Regions from separate parts of the Mus musculus genome. Here region 2 is linked to region 1. A link is a contact called in public promoter capture Hi-C data. All regions are on one chromosome and are shown on one strand. Each heading gives the region's core, a stretch centred on a gene start, on an enhancer-like site or on the middle of the called end of the contact. The rest is flanking DNA. Distances are from core to core; before and after follow the strand shown. Region 1 holds the start of Slc37a1 (solute carrier family 37 (glycerol-3-phosphate transporter), member 1). Region 2 holds the start of 2310015A16Rik (a long non-coding RNA gene).

Region 1 (5,326 bases), core at 1,565-4,064:
CTTTGTTGGGGATGGAGCACAGGATGGCATAAGCAAATAAGGGATATCATTCTGGCTTGATGTGGGGTGGGGTGTGGAGTGGGTTAGCTGGTGTATAATTGTCAGGATCTCCAGGGTCTTCTCTGGGAAGAACAGGACTAAGATTATTTTTAAAAATAGGATTATAGCCAGGCGTGGTGGCGCACGCCTTTAATTCCAGCACTCGGGAGGCAGAGGCAGGCAGATTTCTGAGTTCAAGGCCAGCCTGGTCTACAAAGTGAGCTCCAGGACAGCCAGGGCTATACAGAGAAACCCTGTCTCGAAAAAACAAAACAACCCCCCCCCAAATAAAACCCCAAAAATAGGATTATAACAAATATGCCTAAAATGTCTTTAATTGTCTAGTATGGGTGGAATGGAATTTGTCTGCGGCTGAGTTTAGGCCTGTTGGGTTATTTGAACCTGTCTCATAGAGGAACAAGAGGTGAACGACTCCTAGGGCTGTAATAATGAATGGTAAAATCAAGTGTAATACGAAGAAGCCTGTTAAGATAGCTTTGTCTACTTTGTCTACTGAAAGTCCTCCTCAGATTCATTCAACTAGGGTATTTCCGATGTGTGGGATGGCTGAAAGTCAAGTGTGTAATTACTGCTGTTCCTCAGAGGGATATCTGTCCTCGTGGAAGTACATAGCCTGCAAATGCAGTGGCTATGACCAAAAATAACAGGATCGCTCCGATGTGTCATGTTTCTAGGAAAGTGTAGGTATATCCACAGCATATACCTCGTCCTATGTGAAGGAATAAGCAAATGTAATCTTACTTAACTAAGATTCTAAGATTGGCATTTTCAGCAAATGCTCTCTCTACACAGGCCATCAGACTCCTTCTGGCTGACTCCAGTATCTGTGCGAAAATTGTCATTTTGGTTTTTCTTTATTTGTGGAAGAAAAAAAAATCCCATAACTGTTTCACTGTCTTAAGCGAGGTTTTTCTAGCTGGGCAGTGGTGGCGCAGGCCTTTAATCCCAGCACTTGGGAGGCAGAGGCAGGCGGATTTCTGAGCTCGAGGCCAGCCTGGTCTACAGAGTGAGTCCCAGGGCTACACAGAGAAGCCCTGTTTTGAAAAATGAAAAACGAGAGAAAGAGAGAGAGATCCTGCGCCCCCTAGAGTCTGGGAGGTAAACTGGCCTCACTAGGTTATTTTTAAACAGAATCTAGAGACGATATCTCAAATTCTTTCTATTTCAACAATTCTCAAAGTCTGAGCTCACTCAAAAACCACAGACTCAGAAAAGAAATCCTAACTAACTAATGTGGAAAGTCTCGTTCTTGGGAACTGAAAAACCCGGAAGTTTTTCTGAGGCTCTTCGGCTGAGCAATTGGCCTCAGGGTCCTGTCTCAGCTTCCTCGGGAGGCTGTGTTCTCTGTTGTAAGGAAAGGCCTTCTAAAAGTGGTCAATCAAGTTGGGGAGCTCAAATTTTACTTTGGCTGGGGTAGTTTGGGGCAGCTACAGAAAACAAAACAAAACCACGGAACACAGGCATAAGGGCAAGGGACTCTTGAGCAAGCTTGGTGATGGCAGGCCTGAGAACTAGTGACATGGGGAGGAGGCGCCTAGAGTAGATGTAAGCGTCCACTTGAGTTGCTGCCTACAAGGAATGGAGAGTTAGGGAGGAAAAAAAGGGGGGTGGGGTGGGAAACATCTAGCCAAAGGAACAGGGTAGAGTGGCCAGAGTTCCCCGGCCACTTCTATATGAGATGTGGGTGCAGGTGGCTCAAACAGGAAGTCAACTTTGCTTGTAGGGTACAGAACACTTCTCAAAAGCCTGTAGATAGAAGTATGGCTGGGCCTTCCCCAATTCAGCAGACTGCGTTCGCGCTTGTGGCGCGGGTGGGCTGTGGGGAGGAGAGTGAAGCTGTGGGCCGCCTGTACACCAACCAGTCTGAAGAGGGCGCTAGTTACCCCCGCCAAACACTCCTCACCCTCGCCCTGGCTCTCTCTGTTCATGCATCGGGTTGGTTTTGGTTTAGGCACGGTTTTACCCAGTGGGTGTTCCTAGGAAGTTGTTTTCCTGCCTGGTTTTGCTGTTCCAGGCAGGTGCTGATCTGCGGCAGGGGGCTGAGCGGCAGGACTGGCTTTGGATGCCAGGCCAGGCCGACACGTGGAGGCGTGAGGCAGATGCCCTTTAGAAAAGTAATCAGGCCCTTCCCGGACTTTCCAGGATCAATTCTTGGCAGGAGGTGTGGGGTTTGAAAGATAATTATCCGGAATTGACCAGGAAGCTGTGTGCCAGGGCACTTCTCATGACCGGGGTGGCTGGCCTTCAGGACTTAACCATGCAAGCCATTTATCACACTGACACAGGTGCGGTACCAGGCGTGTGCCAGCTCCATTTGTAGCATACCGGATGCTCTTGACTCTTGACACTTGATGTGGTAGGCCGAGAGAGGCCATCCTCAGTCCAGGACTCCGAGGGAGCAAATCTTTACCTCGGAACTTGTCTATGTCGCTGGCATTAGTAAGGTCCGCCTCGGGGACAAAAGCCTGGTGGTGGTGAGGTCCCCTAGGAGCTAGCGTTTGGCTGCTGGGCACCATGCCAGTAAGAGCCCGGCGTCCTGCGGGGCCTAGGAGAGCATGACAGGCAGGTGTGGGGACCCAGGAACAGCTAGAGGATGCTCCAGCTGAGCATCTCCGGGCTGTGTGCGATCTGAGCATCCCTTGGGCGCGCGCGGGGCCGGGGTCAGGGGGCGCGCGGGAGAGGGAGGAGCCGCACAGGGTCGGCGTTCACAGGGCCGGGAAAGTGAAAGGGCGGCCGCTCCAGGAAGTCGACGGCAGGAAGCACGCGACGCGGGCTGCGGAGCGCAGGTAGGCGCGGGGACAACGGAGGACCCTCCCCAGCGGCGCTCACCTGCCAGCCGCCACGCACCTGCCGTGGGCCCCGCTTCGGCCTCTCCGCCGTTTGTCTCCCTCTGCTGTGTGGCTGGAGAGCCGGGGACAAACCAAGCGCTTTTCCTAGAGTGGGACGTCTTTGAAGTAAGGGCTCCTAGAGTGGCCTTGAGAGACAGTGCGGGGGCGATCCGGTGCTGGTGACGTTGAATTCCCGGGGAAAGTGGAAGCAAAAGGTTCCCTGAGACCCGGGGGCTGGGGTCGCCTAGCTGTGATGCTGGGTCCCCTCCCGGCCCCAGGCCGCGAGTGACAGCTGTGAGAAGACGCCTGCCGGAGACCCAGCGCTTTGTCTGCTGCCGCTCGTAGGGGACGTGGGCGTGCCTGTAGCCTTCACCACCCGGCCAAGCGGCTGTAGGACCTGGGAGGAGGAGCCGGCTCGCAAAGCCCTTGGGAAAGCTCTCAGCCAGCACCCTGGGCTCCGGTTGTTTGTTTGCTAAAAGAACTGCTTCCCGGAGCCCGGGCTCTGTGGCCAACGCAGTGACAGCCACCGTCTGGGCGGTAATAAAGGGTTTAAACCACCGGAAAAGTCCCCCAGCTCCGCGCACTTAGGGTCCACCCAAGGATCTTGGTGGCCCGCAGGTAAAGATTTGCATTTGAACGGAAGACCCTCCCCTTGCTCTTGGTTTAAATTCTTAAGGTGCTTTTTCCTGGTCTTTAGAGCTCTCTGCACCTGCCTGCCTCCCTACCTGCCTTCTCGCCCTGGAACTTAAATTGCGTGAAGTTGGGCGAGTTGGTAAATATATTATTCGGCTTTACACAGAATTCCCTCTTTTGGGGGTCCTGTTTGCACCCTGAGTTCCTGGGAGTATTGTTACAGGTCTGGTTCGGTGGAGAACACCCGGGGTGCGTTGTTTGCTGTGAGTGGGCTAAGAGCTATGGTGGATAGAATTCTGACTCCTTGTATTTAAGCTCAGGACAAGTGAAAATAACAGTTTCTGTTTATCTCCCACGGCCAATGGAGCCTTTAAACGCTTAGAAAGGGCTCGATTAGAGGAGTTAGTGTTTGTCTTGGTTTAAAACAAAACTCTTGAAGCTTTTGGAGGGAGTTTGGTTCCCAGGTTTGCCCTTTTATAAAGTGCCATCATTTTGACAGGTTGCCTTAGGCTGCCTTGATGTTGCCTGTGTGCTAAAGACTGGAAAACCCCCCTTGGGGCATTGCTCTTGCTTTTGCTAACTCCCACCCACTCCTGAGTCTCCTTGAAGGGTTGATGGGTTCTGGGTAGCTCAGAGCCCGGTAGCTGGGAGGATCGTGGGTGTGTCTGTCCGTCCCTCAACTCTTGCTTGGCTGGGCTCTCTGTGTGCTCCTGAGCCTGGTCGGGTGCTGCCTCACCATGGAAAAACTCCTAATTGCTCTCCTTTCCCTGTCCAATGATCACACTGCCTTCCTGTCCTTTTCTCTAATGGGCTGAAATTCACTGGGAGTTTCTAAGAGGTGACATTTAAAAACTACTTTAACTACTTTCCTTGGGCTAGATGCCAAGGCCTGTCAGCAGAGCCACGTGCTCCCCTTCCGTTCAGGGATAGGCAGGAGGAAGTGTACTTGTGCCTGAGAAGGCATGCCCCACCCCCACTCCCACCCCCTAGGAAAATGAAACGCCTGGAATTGGCCTAGGTATGAAGCCCACCTAGCTGGGCTAGCCTCATCTCTTCTTAGAACGGCGGTTCTCAACCTTTCTTAATGCTGTGACCCTTAAATACAATTCCTCATGTTATTTCATTGCTCCTTCATAGCTGTAATTTTGCTACTGAAATGCATGGTAGGTAATGTAAATATCTGATCTGCAGGATATCTGATATGCACCCCTGTTGAGGCGGAGACTCACAGGCTGAGAACTGCCATCTTAGAGGGAAAGCTATGTCTTGGACTCCGAGAGGCTGTGTCAGTAGCCTTCATGACCTGAAATTTTGTTTTGTTTTTGCTTTGTTGTTGTTGTTTTTCGAGACAGGGTTTTTCTGTATAGCCCTGGCTGTCCTGGAGCTCACTTTGTAGACCAGGCTGGCCTTGAAGTCAGAAATCCGCCTGCCTCTGCCTCCCGAGTGCGGGGATTAAAGGCGTGGACCACCACACCCAGCTATTACCTGGAATTTTGAGGGAACAAGTTTTAGAGATGCTGTTCAGGCCAGCAAGAAAAGGACTTTGCTAAGCAGAGTTTTCAATACCCCAAATGTAGAGTTGACATCTGTCCATCCTCTAGTGCACTCCTTCCAGAATGGATGCCCAACCCCCATCCAGCTACATCATCATCTCAGTGAAATGGCTAGCATTATTTATAGAAGCCAGGAGGGTTTTTTTTTTTCCCTGATAACTCTTTAAGGCTGTCTGGCACTGTTGCTGGGCGGTTTTGCCTGGCGGTATGATAGATTGATTTCACTGGTCACGGGGGTGAGTTTTCAGTATT
Region 2 (5,326 bases), core at 781-3,280, 620 kb after region 1:
AGGACAGCCAGTGTTATACAGAGAAACCTTGTCTTGACGCCCCCCCCCAAAAAGAGTGAGGTACAGCCAATCACGATAGTGAACCTCTATAATCCCACCATTCAAGAAGTTGAGGAAAATGACAAGCCCAAGGCTAGCCTGGGCTACATGGGAAGCTCTTGTCTCAAAGTGTGTGTTTGTGTGTGTGGAGGGGGCATTCCCAAGAAAATTCCCAAAGACTCGAGGGGATATAACAGGGTGAGATTTGCCCGTGATGAGCTGAAACTGTCATTGGTGTGAGTTAATGCTTGAGCCATGTGGTAACGTTCATATTGTGCTTAAAATGAGCTGTGTTTACAATTGTGTCTGTGTCCCCAGTGGCCTGAAACCACAGTGCATGCTGTGATGATGTTCACACAGCCACAACACTGCTAATGCTTGCAGACACTGGCACCATCACTAAGCAAGCGAGACTCTGAAACAGAGCAGACAGCCCTGGGTCAGTGACTGACTCTACCTCCCCCGTCCCTCCAGGGTCTCTCCTCCACCTTCCCTGGGGCTGAGCAGATTCCAGCCTGACTCACTCTGCCTGAACTCTCCTTTTCAATTTCCATGAGCTTCGTGGGGTTAATTCCAAAGACTCTAATTCTGACCTAACTCTACTTTCTATAACCCAAATTCAGGCATCTTTTATGAGGCTCAGTGCCTTTTTGCTAATAGATAGTTTTTGCCTTGTTGTGTGTGTGGAGGGAGTGGGGATTGTTATTGCTGTTGTATTTATTTATTTGTTTGTTTGTTTATTTGTTTATTTTAGACACTATCTTGCTTTTCAGGTCTGGAACTCACTCTGTAGCCCAGGTTGGTCTGAAACTCACAGAGATCCGCCTGCCTCTGCCTCCCAAGTGCTCGGATTAAAAGTGTGCGCCACCACACCTGGCCCTTTTAAATCTTGTACCCTGGGCACACCTGGTGTACCTCCCGAAATATACTTTCACTTAAAGTCATCCGTTCCCAGCATCTACCTAAGAGGAAGGAAAGCATGCCTGCTTAAAGAGAAGCTCAAAAATGGCCTAGAGTTGGGCGTGGCGGCCACGCCTTTAGTCCCAGCACACAGGAGGCAGAGTCAGGCAGATCCATGTGAGTTGGAGGCCAGCCTGGTCTAGTCAGTAAATCTCAGGACAGCCAGAACTGTTACACAGAGACCCTGTCTTAAAAACCAAAGATCAAAAAATAAATAAATAAATAAAAAGAAAGGAAGCAAGCAAAGGAAGGAAGGAAGGAAGGAAGGAAGGAAGGAAGCAAAGGAAAGATGCAACAGCTTCATTCACAATGACCAGAAAGCAGGAGCATCCAAGTGAGCATTGCCTGCTGAATGGAGAAACACCATTGGTTCATTCAAACAGTGGTGATACCAGTCACACAGGAATGAAGCAACGCCTCCTGTACAGGTCCGTCAAGTCCCCAGGATATACCACTCCATGGGAGGAACCATGCGTGGAGGCCACTGTCCCTGAATATCAGAGCAGGCCAGTCTAAGGAAACAACATTGGTGGTTGCCAGGGGCCCGGGCAGGAACAGGGATTAGCTGTAGCCAGTAAAGTCACTTAACAGAACCGAGGGCTGAGGAGACCGCTCCGTGAGTCAGACAATTGCCGCACAAGTATGCGGCCCTGAGTTCGGATCCCCAACATTTACAGAACCGGGCCTGGCTGCCAGAGCAGCAGGCTGAAGGTCTAGCTGCAGACCCTGTGCAAAACAATGTGGAAAAGCCATCAAGGAAGACGACACCCTCGGCATCAGCCTCTGGCTACTACATGCTGAGCTCGTGTGCGTGCATGCACGCTTGCTTACACACACACACACACACACACACACACACACACACACACACACACACGACAAGCGAGTGATTCTCCAAAACAAATTCAGGCAGAAGGGCAGGTAGGCTCTGAAGCGTTTACCTAGGCCGTGGCTGGCAGCCTGAGAACACCCTTCCCTCCGTGTCAAGTCTGTACTCAAAGAAGAAAAACTTAAACAAATAAATAAACAAAAAAAGCAGCTGAGCAGGGCAGCCGCACCCAGCATCCTGGCCGCGGCGGGAACATTCCGTCTCGGAACCCCGGTGGGTCTCTGTTTGTGCAGGCAGAGCTGTCTGACGCCATTGCCCGCAGCTGGCATCTCTGCCCTGGAGCCTCAGCGCCATGGCCCAACCCTCCCTCTGTGGGCTGGGCCTTTCAGGACTACATCTGTGAGCACTGTGCTGGTAAGCTGACAGAGGGTCAGTACCGGGCTCGGCTACACCCTTCGCTATAGTAGAGATGTCATTGTCCCCAACCCCGCAGAGTAGCAAAGACCTGAGAGAAGCCCCGACAGCATCCTGTCCACAAGGAAGATTCCTCATCTTGACTGCAGCCTGCTCTCCCTTCAATAGAGAGAGACAAGATCCCTACCTCGTGCCATGGGGCCCAGAGGAGACAAGATTAATGGATGGGTAATATGTTGGGCAACGTGCAGTGGGGCTGTTTGGCACGTCCCTTTATCTTTCTGTCGCTTGGGTGACGCCTTATACAGAACTAAGGGACACACAGCTGCCTGGGCTGGTGATTGCCTTGATTTTCACTAAATCCTTTCTACCGTGATCACTGCCGGCGAGCAGCTCTTCTGAACTCTTCCAGCATCTGGAACAGCCTGGACCGGCAGAAACACCCACAGATGTAATTAGCCCAGGAAGCTGAGCTGCGTCACCTCACACGGGTTCTGAAGCTCCGGTGTTTGCTGCCCCTTGCTCATTCCCACGCGTATTTTTAAGCCTTCCTGCCTGGCTGCCTGGCTTGAGGTATCCCTGGGGCTCAAGTGATGTGTGTTGACATTCTCCCGAAGTTACAGAAGTCCTTAATGATCCAAATTTAAAATATCATCTCCCCAGACAGATAGATTGGTGGTGATCTGCCTCTGGACTAGATTGGTTCAAATTAAATTTGACCTAAGGAGGCCTCCGGAGGGGTGCCTAGGTCAGACTTTGCAGCCTGGTGTGGCCAACTAAGCCTAGTGGCTCTATAACAAAAGCAGGCCTGGCTGCTGCTGGCCCAACCAATCACAGGCAGAGGTTGGACTCAAGCCAGCCTCAGATCTTGCTCAGGAGATCTGCACGGTCCCCATCACTGTGCCTCCATCCGGCTGGATTTCCAGGGCATGCTGCCTGACAGAACTGGGAACCTTTCTGAGGGATGCCTGGGCCAAGCGTCAGAGGAGCTGAGGACCCAGGCACACCTGCTCTCACTTTGTCTTCAGGAATTGATTTTTAACCTTCTTTCTTGGGGGGGGGGGGTTACATGTGTGTGGTTCGTGCACACACTTATGTGTTCCAGCCTATGTGTTTGAAGAGACCAGAGGAAGCCCTTGGGCATTCTACTCTGTCACTCTCTGCCTTGTTCCTTTGAGACAGGCTCTCTCACAGAACCCGGAACTAGGCCAGACAACCTCAGCAATCTCTGTGTCCGCTCCACCCCACAGCACTGGGTAACAGACGTGCGTGGCTTTTATCGTGGGTGCTGGGATCCAAACTCAGGTCCTGGTGCCTGCACAGTCAAGTGTGTGACTGGCTGAGCCTTCTCTCCATTCCTGTAACAGTGTAACATCTGGGTGGAGTTGCCTTCACCTAGACATCCCTCAAATAGCTAGTCAGCGATCCCTTTATCTTTTAACTTTATCCCTGTGAACTTTTATTATGAAATTACCTTACACAATCATAGACAAGCATATAGCAACTACCCTGTACCCAACTCCCCTGCCACCTCCAATACTGTCCAAGGACCAGCGGCACCCTGCCCCAACCCCCTGCCATACAACCCCTGACATATTTCCTCCTTTCGGTGATCACTGGGCAGAGGCATCTCAGGATGGTAATTACTTGTAGAATAATCCCAATACCATGATCAATTCCAGGAAAAGAGCTTGACACCCGCCCCCACTCCCGCCCCCCAGGTTTGTCACAGCTGTGGCTTTTGTCTGTCAGCAGTCTGGCTTCACTTGAAGGTTGGGGTCTAGGCTGTGTCCAGGGCTGCACATGGCCACCAGGTCTCCTGCATCTGTTTTTTTTTTTTTCCCCATGTGTTTGTTGAGGAAGCGTCATGCTCTCCTAGTTCCCAGATTACTCATGGCCTGTGGTACTGTTCAGCATGGTCTCTGTCTGAGTCAGGGTTTCTATTACTGCGACAAAACACCATGACCAAACAGCAGGTTGGGAAGGAAAGTGTTTACCTGGCTTATACTTTCACACTGCTGTTCATCCCTGAAGGAAGTCAGGACAGGAACTCAAGCAGGGCACGAACCTGGAGGCAGGAGCTGATGCAGGTTATGGAGGGTGCTGCTTACTGACTTGTTCCCCTCGGCTTGCTCAGCCTGCTTTCTTATAGAACCCAGGATCACCAGCCCTGGGATGGCACCACCCACAAGAAGCTGGGTCTTCCCCTGTCAGTGGTTAATTAAGAGAATGCCCTACAGCTGGATCGTATGGAGACATTTTCTCAATCGAGGCACCCTCCTTTCAGATAACTCTAGCTTGTGTCAAGTTGACATAAAACTAGCCAGCACAGTCTTCTGTCTTCTGAAAACCTATGGTTAGGGTATAGTGTCCCTTTGGTGGTCGTGTGGAGCAGGCTGGCCTTGAACTCAGAGATCCACCTACCACTGCCTCCCAAGTGCTGTGATTAAAGGCATGCGCTACCACTGCCCAGGCCCTTAGCTGACGTCCTCTGTGGAATTTCCCTCCACCATTGTTAGCCAGCACAGATGATAAATCCTCGAAGCTGCCTCTTTATCAGCTTACAGAATAGTGGCTTTGTTCCCTATCTGTCTCCAAAGACGAAGAGTTGATGAACTACATTTACAAAACCTCACTATGATGTCTGGGAGTGTGAGATGTGTGTCACTTGAGTGTGAGTGTGCCCTCAGACCTGTGTGCTGAATGCCTAGACCTCAGGTGGTGAGGTGGTGAACTCTACATATGTCAGGAGGTAAGCCAGCTGGGAAAGAAACTGATTGAGGTCTGTCTCTTGTCTCTGATGTCTTTCTGCCACATTTGTGAATACGCACCTCTGTGTGTGTGTGTGTGTGTGTTGGAGGTCTGGCCTGTGGACAGGCCCAGATGGGGAAGGACTGTGAGAATTGGCTGTGGGGACCAGCCATCAGCAAGACTGGATCCTGAAGCAGTGTGTGTGTGTGTATGGGTGTGTGTGTGTGTATGGGTATGTGTGTGGCACTTACTGGTTTGCTGTGTCATGGCTACAGGGAGCCACGTATGTCGTCATTCTGTCTCTCTCTCTGCAAAACTGTGAGAAAATGGTTT

What was found. Promoter capture Hi-C pulls out the DNA fragments that hold promoters and counts their contacts.
Region 2: a promoter capture Hi-C map of liver shows a contact between it and region 1, with 2.4 times the contacts expected there. The contact joins the promoter of 2310015A16Rik here to the promoter of Slc37a1 in region 1. A contact is called at or near these places in 2 of 39 promoter capture datasets (liver and pre-B cells), 2 of 115 datasets of contacts at active chromatin or transcription factors (large pre-B cells and pancreatic cancer cells) and 1 of 9 other capture datasets (adipose tissue).

The regions. Positions count from the first base shown.
Region 1 is chr17:31,293,410-31,298,735 of GRCm38.p6, forward strand. Slc37a1 (solute carrier family 37 (glycerol-3-phosphate transporter), member 1) reads left to right here and starts at 2,815. Exons shown (of 20, transcript NM_001242427.1): 1 at 2,815-3,506. Gm30139 (a long non-coding RNA gene) reads right to left here and starts at 1,452. Exons shown (of 3, transcript XR_001782201.2): 1 at 1-1,452.
Region 2 is chr17:31,910,414-31,915,739 of GRCm38.p6, forward strand. 2310015A16Rik (a long non-coding RNA gene) reads right to left here and starts at 2,031. Exons shown (of 3, transcript XR_876746.3): 1 at 1,941-2,031. It overlaps Gm30571 (a long non-coding RNA gene), which reads left to right and starts at 2,052. Exons shown (of 2, transcript XR_385538.3): 1 at 2,052-2,242; 2 at 2,322-3,390.